Regions from separate parts of the Mus musculus genome. Here region 1 is linked to region 2. A link is a contact called in public HiCAR-type data. All regions are on one chromosome and are shown on one strand. Each heading gives the region's core, a stretch centred on a gene start, on an enhancer-like site or on the middle of the called end of the contact. The rest is flanking DNA. Distances are from core to core; before and after follow the strand shown. Region 1 overlaps Creb3l2 (cAMP responsive element binding protein 3-like 2). Region 2 overlaps Ptn (pleiotrophin).

The links. HiCAR-type assays count read pairs that join an accessible place to other places.
Region 1: a HiCAR-type map of astrocytes shows a contact between it and region 2, with 2.3 times the contacts expected there. The contact joins two enhancer-like sites. A contact is called at or near these places in 1 of 484 Hi-C or Micro-C datasets (embryonic stem cells) and 1 of 115 datasets of contacts at active chromatin or transcription factors (astrocytes).

Annotation. Positions count from the first base shown.
Region 1 is chr6:37,326,653-37,331,767 of GRCm38.p6, reverse strand. It overlaps Creb3l2 (cAMP responsive element binding protein 3-like 2), which reads left to right. Exons shown (of 12, transcript NM_178661.4): 12 at 1-747. Among named protein-coding and RNA genes, the nearest start is that of Dgki, 29 kb to the right of the region's middle. Within about 2 kb of position 1,652, at least 50 of the 459 cell types and tissues checked have an H3K27ac peak or open chromatin away from gene starts, as enhancers often do. A contact at or near this core is called in astrocytes, where this site is marked.
Region 2 is chr6:36,720,645-36,726,370 of GRCm38.p6, reverse strand. All of the region lies in intron 4 of Ptn (pleiotrophin), which reads left to right. Among named protein-coding and RNA genes, the nearest start is that of Ptn, 87 kb to the left of the region's middle. Within about 2 kb of position 2,965, at least 62 of the 459 cell types and tissues checked have an H3K27ac peak or open chromatin away from gene starts, as enhancers often do. A contact at or near this core is called in astrocytes, where this site is marked.

The DNA of each region.
Region 1 (5,115 bases), core at 403-2,902, 610 kb before region 2:
ATAGCTCTGTCTCCCTGGCCTCCCCTCCCCATTTGTAAATAGTATTTATTAGCTTGCTCAAGCTCCCAGCTGGCCATAGTGAAAAGATTTCCCCTTTCAACCAGCAAAGTCTTCTGTTGGCCTTTGGAACAGGAGAGTCCCCGGAATCTAGGACCCTAGTCTTTGTACTTGATGCCTTGTTTCCCCCCTTTTCTTCTTTAAAATTGGGGACCTATAACATCATCGCTGTTGCGGAATCCACTTAGGCATGTGTCCCCTGATGGATGAATACATGGGAATGGTGGATACTGTCTTCTGACTCAGGCTCTAGGCTCCATGGCTTCCTCTCTCTGGTCCTGCCACACAGAAGGAAAGCCCTGTCCAGGATAATGAGCGTTGCTGACACCCTTGCTAGCTTGTCCTGCCTACCTGCTTACCCCACTCCCTCACCTTCCTCCTTCCCTTCTGCCCTCCATCCACCTGCCTTAACTAATTGGGGCTGGAGTTGGTCATTTTTGTACACCCACAGTGGTACCTTTTACAGTCAGGTTTGGATACTTTGCAGCTCATCCAAAGAGACATAACTAAACCCTAAACTCTTTTTTTGTTGTTGTTGTTGTTGTTTTTTTTTTTTATGATTAAAAAGTAAAAATTGTAGTTTAAAAAATCCTTTCCTCTTTCATACAAATAAGAAATGGAAATTGCTCGTTTATTGTATAAGATAGAAGATTCGTTTAAAGTGTTTCCCCACCCCCACCCCCAGCTTGTAAAAGATTTTATGTAAGAAATGTGCTTACACTTTGTATTTTATTTTTAGCAGCAGCTAAAAGGCCTGTAGTTTTACTCTCTCTCTCCTCTCTCTCTCTCTCTCTCTCTCTCTCCCTCTCTCCTCTCTGTCTTCATCATCTTTGAGATCATTAGAGCCTGTATAAAGGGGATTATGGCCCTGCCTTCTATGTCACACATAGGATTTGGTGTCATTAGTGTTTGCTGTCATGCCCCATGAGTAGCTCCTTACTTGGTCTGCTCAGGGCATCCTAGGGAATGTTCCTTTCCCCCACTCCTCCCTCCCTACCGTGGTGGATTCCCAGCTGGCAGATGGCCAAGCTCAGGGCCACTGTGATCTTGGCAGCCCTCCTGTTTAAGGGGCTGCCACCCTCCCTTACAGGGTGGTGTATAGCCAGGGCTATACAAAAAGGGTGGCTAGTGACCTTTTCTCTCTCTTCTCTCTCTCTTCTCTCTTCTCTCTTCCCTTGATCTTCCTTGGCCTGGCCCATTCTGCTCTTTACAGTGCCAGATATTTATACATCATAAACTTAGGAAATGCCTAAAAGAGCCTAAGCAGGAAAAATCCTAGGGTGAGGCAATGTTTGCATGATGAGAGAGGAAGGGTTTGCCATAGAGAGCTGAAATGGGGATTTAGACTGATGTGTGCATTGGCTGAGCTGAACCTTGGTCTCTTGATGTCCCTGGAGAGCTGAGGTCGAGACCCCATTCATGCAGGAGGAGGAAGAAGGAAGTGTCCAGTCACATCCTTAGTTCTCAGAGGACTTTATTTTCCTCTCTACCTACTCTTTTGGGTGTCACTGTCTCCAGACAGCAGGGCCCTTTGTCTCTGAGAAATTAGCCATCCAGAATAGAATCTGTAACAAGAGACATGGGACATAAGCCAGAGAACTCAAACAGCCCTTTAAAGGAGCTCTCGGCAACCAACACTGCCACTCTATGAGAAAACCCTCTGCCCTTTACTGCTGCTGGCTTGCCGTCTGGGATGCTCAGTAGAGTCAAGGGACCCAGCAGAGATGCATGAGACAAGATGGATTGCGAGCAATTAGTGGATGTGTGCACTTTTTGTTCAGAGTTTAAGGCTAGGATATTGGTTTTTCCCACTGACTGAGCTGTCCTGCAAACCAGTCAATACCTTATGGTTATGTCTGAAGGTTTTAAATAGTGGTTGACCCAACACCTTGGACTGAAATTTTGAAAAGTTTTGAAAAAAGACTGCTAGACTTAGAGAGAGAAGCCAGAACAAATTCCGCTGGTTATATTTTCTACCTTGTAAACAGGTCAGCACCCCCACTACTCTTTTTAAAATCACTTTAGTGATGGAGATGTCTTGCAAAGATGTAGAGAACAAGGCCTCTTTTCCCTAGATGAGACCTGAGGAACCCAGTTGCCCCTTCCCCCCACCCCCTTTACAGCTCCCAACTTGGGTCCTGTAAATGGAGGTGTCATTGCCATCACCATCGCCAGCATTGAGGAAGAGCCTCTGAAGTGTCAGGACTTTGCAGTGTAGCTCATGCAAAGAGAGTGTTCTATAAAAATCTTGACAGCTGAACTCAGTTGCTCTTTCCTGGCAGGAGGTGGGGGTGGGATCTAACATGAGTGCAGGCAAAATTAGATAACCATTCGGTTCATAGAAATGATTCCATGCCTTGGGAAGACAGATTTGGGGCCACATTGTTTACAAACTATACACACCAGGTTAATAGACACCCCGTCTTAAGCACCAGCTCCTCTTGGGTGCCCCCAGAGCCCCTGCAACTGTTATCCACATACAACAGGGATATCGGACTGCTTTCTTCTTCCGGCTGGTACAGAATCTGTGTCCATCATTTTTCACTACAGGTCTTGTTAAAATTCTTTGCAGCACTTCGTGTCCCCTCACGTCCCATGTGCTCAGACCCAGAAAAAGCAGAACAGAATTAGAAGTGCCTCTGAGCCTTGTGAAGTGTGTGCGCAAGCCCCCATGGAGAAATGGAGACATCTTGTCCCCACCTGAGGAGTGGACATCTGCCTGATTCTTGCCAACACGAGGGGTGGAAATGGGAGAAAAAGCTTTTAGTTGCTAATTTGTTTCCGCTGAGCCAAGTGTTTGAGAAACCTGGACTAGAGCTTAGCACTCCCACTTGCAGCCTGGCAGGACCTGTGGAGCCATTAACGGCGGGGGTCTTAGCGAGAACCACTTCATTAGAGCACTTGCTGCAGAGGCAGAGAGCAGAGCCGCCAGGATAAATTCTGCTTCCACCCCACAAAGGCAGTCACAGGAGAGAGTGGAGAGAGCAGTAAGGAGGCCACTGGAAGGAGCCAGACACAGATTCTGGTTCATTCATTCATTCATTCCTTAGACATTTTCGGTTTTACAAAGGAAGAACAGGTTTCCTAAGGCCGAGGAAATCTTGGAGAATAAAAAAGGACTTGGAAAACAAGTCTTAGTAGTCATTCAGAGGACTCAAGTACTAGTGCTAGGTCTCTTTCCTTCCACTCTCTCTCTCTCTCTCTCTCTCTCTCTCTCTCTCTCTCTCTCTCCTAAGTACTTATTCATGCCTCTGATGTGCCTTGTATCTGAATCCAGGATGGCAGAGATCCCCTGTCCCTGGAAGGTGTCATATATTACTAGCTAGTATTAGGTTGAAGTTGGGGGTGGGGGCTTTCTCCGTAGGCTTGGGGATGGTTCCCTCAAAGTGAGCCACTATTAGATTTGCCCATCAGGGGAAAAGAAATGGGGTTATATCCATTAGGAAAATCCCATTTTATAGATAGAGGTGCAATCACATAAAAATGTGGCCAGGCAGGATTAAAGGTATTCTAAATCCTTACCACGGGGCATTTTCTGGATGCAAAGGCACTAGCCCATTTGAAAATTAATATTCCGTGCCTCTGGGCCAAGAGGTCAGCTTTCTGCACGAGGAGAAAAACAGTAACTGCTGTTTGTTACAGCCTGAAATCCAGGACGACCGCATTTTCTCTTGGTTTCTAAAAGGAAGGGAATCTTCCCGATTTTTCTAAGATGTTGAGTATTGTGTAAGTAAGCTTTGAGTCTTTGAACCTGATTGAAATGCAAAGCAAGGGTGACTCATTGTTAGGAGAAGTAAAGGCCACGGAAGGTATGGTAGTTTCTGGAGTCCTATCTGAGAACTCACAGATTGTCTTTGCCTCTCTAGGCAGAAACAGAGCTACCCACTGCAGCGGCCTGACTGTGCAGCACTCAGCTCTTTGGCTCTCTCTGAAATGCCCGTCTCATCCTGTCTTTTTCGAGCATGGCTCACAGGCCTTGTGTCTGGGTGAAGGGAACCCAGGGTCAGGCTGCACTTCTGTTTCTGTCTTTTGCTCAACAGCGGGGTGTGCACTCGTGGCTGCACAGATGAAGCCCATGCTGAGTCTGTGGGAACACCCACACTCAGTGCACCCTGTGGGTGACCCTCCCTACACAGTGCAGAGCAGAGCCCAGGAGGGGCCACAGGCATCAGTGAACTCTCCTTGCCTAGGATGGCAACTGATTTTGCTCTCTTTGGAAAGATTCTAGATAAGTCAGCATTGTTTAAATCCAAGTGCAGTGCAAGTCTGTGAACTGATCTGTTGCACTGTCTTATGGCTTCTTATTCTTCATCATAGCTAATTAAATACCAAAAAAAAAAAAAAATAGAAAATAAAATAAAGCTTTGTAGTATACTTGTACTTAGTTTGGGGAAAAATGAAATTATAATGCATTTGTATTTCCATTTCTTGCAAATAAATATTTTTCTTAGTCAAATGTTGCCTGGTCTTTAAATCCTGACAACCTGGTTTCAAAGGCATTTGCCTTTGTGTGCGTTTGTGTGTATGATGTGTGTGTGTGTGTGTGTGTGTGTGTGTATGTATGTGTGTGGGGTATGTGAATGGGGGTGTGTGGGGAGGTGTGGGGTGTCTGTGTGTGTGTGTGTGTGTGTGTGTGTGTGTGTATGTAGACATTTTTTTCCTAATTACCCAGCCAAACTGCAAAAGTAGGCTCAGGCCAATGATTTTTACATTCTGTAGTGGTAAATCTGAGTCTCCACTGGAGGAATATAATATTGAAAAATGCAATCGTTTTTCAGCCAGTGGCAGAGAGTCAGTTTTCTCCTGAGATTTGTGAGGCCTGGCTGCTGTGTTCGTTGTCTCCTACAGCTATTCCCTAACTACATTCCCAGAATCTATGGGTTTGATTTTGTTTTTCTCGAGTCTGGAGGCTTGAGGCTGACGCTTTGGATTTGAGCCAGAAAGGAATGGGCCTTGCTCAGAGGAGCAGCTGGGGAGGAGGCCTCGTGGCTCGAGCTTTGGAAAGGCCTATGAAACGGTGGATAAAGGTCAGCACACTCAACCAGAGTGAGCTTCCTT
Region 2 (5,726 bases), core at 1,716-4,215:
TTTTTAAATTAGATGTATCAGTAGTATCTTGATGTTCATTTAGGGCTTGCTTAGTTGGCAAGGTGGTCGTTGGCTTTTGAGTTTGTCTGACATTATATACTTGTCCAAAATGTTCCCAGGATGCTCCATGGTGGAAGTATAAAGTTAGATGTCTATCCTGCAGGTGGTTGAGGAGATGAATGGAAATTGTTCTGCCAGCTCTGCTATGATCCACAATATGCTGCCAGGTTCTTTCTGAATTTCTCTACTCATGATAATACCTATTCCCCCTCCCACCCATCCCACCCCATCCCCTTCCTCAGCTTCCAGCTCTTTCTAAAAGTTTTCCATCACCTTGCTCTGTCTGGGCCAGCTGCCAACTTTCTCTTAGGTTTGATGATTCATCTTTACAGATCAAAAGAATAGCCACTGTCTAAAAGCCAGGCTCTGTTTTGCACAGTGTGCAGCTTTTGGCAGCTGACTATTGAATGGGGAAATGGGTCAGTAAAGTGATATTCCCAGCATCCTCCATGCTCTCTGCTCTAAATAGATTTCTTTAGTATATTCTTTTGAAGATGAAAGAAGTTCCTCAACATTTTTTCCCACTTAATTTATTTATTTATTTTTTGGAAGGGGATGCTGTCGTCATCCAGCAGGAAGATGAATAGCTTCCCTGAGCATACAGACTTCCCTAGGCTCTGGGAATTTTAACACTATAGAGAGTGCGTATAACATAGAGTTTCCATGCAGAACGACTCATGACCTGCCTCCACTACCTCTACTCTGACTGGAGAGCAAGATGAAGAGGACCACAGTCCTTCCACTTGGGCAGCAGAAGAGGCAGTATGGGGTATGGTAGGACTTGAGTTCTTCATGATCAGAGAGATGCCTCCTTTCTCAGTTCAGTTCTGGCTCAGATTGTCATTTTGTTGCTATTCTTCTTATTGAAATCTTTGACAGGACCTATGGCTTCATTTCCTACTTATAATATTATACCCAATTCAATGTCTGCTTCTGTTCCTTCATGTCAAAGTGATATGTTTTGTCCTTCAAATGCTGACAGTAAATACCACATAGCCTTGCTGTTAAGATGAAATGGTGAAATGTTGTACATATACATGAAATTCTCAAAATATAAGGGAAATATTATTTTAAAAGACAAAATGAAAATGCAGACTCTAGGTGATATGCTTGATAAATGTGCAGGATTTTTGAGATGATTTTCCTGCTTTCTGTTGATATAGGATTTTTGTTTGTTTGATTGTTTGTTTGTAAGCCATATGACTGTGTGGGTCATAGTGGCCTAGAACTCACTGTGTACTCAGTTTGGCCCTGAGTTCACAATCCTCTTGCCTTACTCTCCTTAATGGTAGTATTGCATGGTAGAGTACCACCATGACCAACTTTAAGATGGCTCAAAATCTCTTCTTTCAGAAGACTTGTGGTGACTGCAGAAGTAACTGTAGCCATGAGTTACTTACTCTTGCAGTTCATAGCTTAGTGAAGTGTGTATACATGATACCCCTGGAGAAGCATAAAGTCCTAAAGTGTATCCTGCAACATCCAGTTGCACAGATGGGGAAGCCAAAGCTTTAGAGATGTTAGGTACTTAGGACGGGATCCCATCTTCATAAGCAGAGCTGGGGACATACACACACATAGTAGTTTGAGTCTGGATCTCTTGTATTCCAAGTGGTCCTTCTCTATGTAGATTCCAACCAAGATTCCATGATTCCTATACAAAAGTGGTAATGCATTCCAGATACAACCTAAATCGTTACCAGCCTTCACAAGAACCTTCCTGCCTGGACTTTTTCTGATCTTTGCTCCACACATTGTCCATGTGCTCTGCACCAGTCAAGCCAATCTTCCAGGCTTCAGGAGATAAGTGAATGGGGCTTGTCCAGAATGAATGGATAAAAGAATGGAGGATATATATATATAGCTATACTGTCTTGGCCTGGCTCACATAGGCTGTTCATGCCCTGATTTCCAGTCTCTGCTGAGATACCACTGCTCAAAGCTCACCAGGAAGAAGGGTCTCTTGAGTGTTTAGATCTTGTCCTTACTCAAGAAATTTTGGTCCTATATTTGCAAAGGGAGACCTAAGGACAAGGAACTATAAATATGTGTGGTGTTTACTCTACTCGATGTCTGCTTTCATCTCCTTGGATAAATTCCACACTTGGGAGGCTCATTAGCCGTGCACACAGAGCACTATATAATAATTAGTATTAAGGATGACAGCAAAATAGAACAATGTTCATAGTAAAAACTTATTGTGCTGAGGATCCTGGGGTTTTCCTCCCCAAAGGATTTTTATTTCTTCCTTCTAATTTCTGAATCAAGAATTAATTCTTGTGTTCTTTGTAGCTTATTGGCATTTCCCGAATATCATAAAAGCAGTTTAATTCATTGGATATTTGATATATGACAAGTGTTGTGCTAATTCATCAACATGGCTTGTCTCTCTTAATCCTCACAGCAGCTCAAAGATGTTTTACCATATTTTACAGTCTAGGAGTTACAATTTGTTTAAGTTTACTCTGTCAGTGAATGGCAAAGCTTGAAACAAACATTGAGATTTCCACACCAAGAACTCCCAGAAGAAGTTTTTAAAATATAAGATTTATAAAAATGAAATCAATAATCTGTTTTTCTTTTTGGTTTTTTTGTTTGTTTGTTTGTTTTGTTTTGTGATAATTCAAAACAGCCAGACACATCTATTTGGAGCCATTTATGATTGAGTCCTATTAAACAATTCCTGGCTTAAAGTTTCTCCTTGCATAGTAATTGCATTAAAACCAAATGATGACTTTCAGTTCTGTATTTATCCAACTAGGGGCCTACAGTGAGGCGCAGTAGATCATGCCATCCTGCCATACCAGTGGCCTCCCAGGCAGAACCAGGTTGTCTCTGCTCTGCTGTGGGATCTGTGCAGGCGCTGTTGCCTGTCCAGGATGTGAGGCACAGCTGTCCTGGTAACAAGTGCTGTCAGGAGGGACTCCTCCATACTCCCAGCTGGCCCACTCAGCTCTGCACTGATGCAAAGCTGGCGGGAGCCTGTGGGGAAATCAAAGCAGACTGGCTGGTGTTCAGCACACAGAGGCAGCAAAAGGAAAGAGAATAAACAAAGGCTTTTTCTAGAAGAGTAAGCATTATTCATGGAAAAGCTCACCAGAAATCCAAAGGCTGGGAGCAGGTGAAAGTGTTCCTGTGGTGTCCTGCTTAGACATACAGAACACATATTAAAGTGTTCATAATATTCACTCTGTAAGACAATCTAAACCTATTTTCATTCTGGAAAGAAAAATAGAAGCTCCTATTTTTCAGTCTTTCATCTAGACACACAAGAATAATAAATTCAGCGGCTGTGAAGGGTGCTGTCAAGAGAATGTGAAAGATTCAGGGAGGGTGATTAAGGTCTAGTGTTTGTTGTGCTACAGATGGTTACTTGAGTCTCGTCTGCTTGGAACAAGGAGTGCCAGCATGGAGATGGCTATACAAGACTAATGTCATGTGTTTGTGTGAATATTAGTGAACACAAAATTCTGACATTTTCTAGTGTGAATATTGAGAGTTAAATACAAAGTAATAGATTTGACTGTGGTGTTTTCATACACACGTGGCACTGTGATTTGCGTATCTCACTTGCTATCTCCATTGTCACCTTTCCTATCTCTTTCTTGTCACATCCCACCCTCAAATAGTCTCTCTTGCTTTCATGTCATAAATCATATGCCTACATACATAGATCTGGATTCTACACATGGCAGAAAACATTTAGTAGTTCCAATTCTCCCTTTCTGTATGCTTCTTTTGATTTTAATGTGCTTATGTGTACACATGCATATGTATATGTGTGCATGTAATAGATGGGGGGTTGTGGTTAGGTGTCTTTTTCATTAGCTTCTCTACCTTGCCTAGACAGGATCTCTCACTGAATCAGGATCACCAGTTAGGCTAGGCTGGTTTGTTAGTGAGCCTCTATGCTTTGCCTGTGTTTCCAACATAACCTATGCTGGGACTACAGACACACACTGCAGAGCCCAGCCGTACAAAGCTCACCCAAGCTCATGTGTTTGTACTCTTGCAACGAGCACTTTGCCTGTTGATCCATCTTTTCAGCACCAGACTCTGTTGTTCACAATACCAATTAGATATGTTTACAATAAAATTTCTTCTGAAATAAGCAAGAAGCATATATTTTCACTCTATAGCAGATCTTAAGGCTATACATACATTAACTGGCCTGACACTAATTCAGTGGTATTTTAGTTTCCTAGTGGTACTATAAGAAAACATTCCAAACTCAGTACCTTAATAAACATGCATGCATTTACTTCATGTTTCTTGAGGCTAGACTGAAAAAATCAAGGTCTTCATAGACTGCTGTCTTCTGACACCTCTACAATTGGCTTGTAGATGGATGCTATTCTCCTATGTTCTCATTGTGCTTTTATTGTCTCTTCTATCAATGCTAGTCACCAGAGTCAGGTTACATTTTAATTTAATTAATCTTTCAAAGCCTCTGTTTCCAGATATATTGATAACAAGAGATACAATGATTGGGATTTAAGCATAGATTTAGTGTAACACATTTAGCCTTCATTTCATCGAGGTCTATAACTTTTTAAAAAAATAATTTATATTTACTCTTCACTGATATATTATATCCTGACCAGAGTTTCCCCTCCTTATCTGCTCCAAGTCCCCCTCCACCTTCTATCCCCATATACTCCTCCTCTTTTCCTATGCAGAAAAGGGAAGACCTCCCATGGATATCAACCAAGCATGGCGTATCAAGTTTCAGTAAAACTAGCCGCCTGTCCTCATATTAAGGCTGGACAAGGCAACTCAGCAGGAGGAAAATGGTCCCAAAAGGAGCAAAAAGACAGCTTCCACTCCCAATGTTAGGTGTTCCACAAGTGTAACATATACAGAGGACCCAGGTCAGCCCCCTGCAGGTCCCCTGGTTGTCAGTTCAGTCTCTGTGGGTCCCTATTGTCCCAGGTTAGTTGATTCTGTAGGTTTTCTTTCTTTCTTTTCATCTTTTCTTTTTTTTAAAAGATTACACACACACACACACACACACACACACACACACACACTATTGCTCTCTTCAGACACCGGAAGATGGCATCAGATCCCATTACAGATCATTGTGAGCCATCGTGTGATTTTTGAGAATTGAACTCTGGACCTCTGGAAGAGCAGTCAATGCTCTTAACCACCGAGCCATCTTTCTAGCCCTCCGTGGGTTATCTTATGATGTCTGGCTCCTACAATCCTTCCTCTCCCTCTTCCTCAAGACTCCATGTCTATAATTTTTTGTAAGCCAAGAAAAATCCATATGGAAGCATACAAGGAACAATTATTCACGTTATACTTTAGTATGCAAAAATCTTCACATCCTAAAGTTTAAACTTCTCATTTTGTGAATCACATTTTTTTTTCTCCACTGGTCACATGATGTTAAAGTATTAGCGGGTATGGCAGTGGAAAACTGTGATGAGCTCATTGGAAATGTGGCATTTCTACCAGAACCAATCTATATAATTACCTATCACCTATAACATGGCAAATGTTCTGAGTCCTCATTTCAGAAATAGGATATTAAATATTGACATGTCTTCTCTATTGTGTCGGGGTGGAAGAAGTCAGTAGGGAAGCCACTGCTAAGTGTAAGACCATAATGTTGGCCCACAGACTCAGGAAGGTAAAAAGAGACTTGCTGAAAAGGAGAA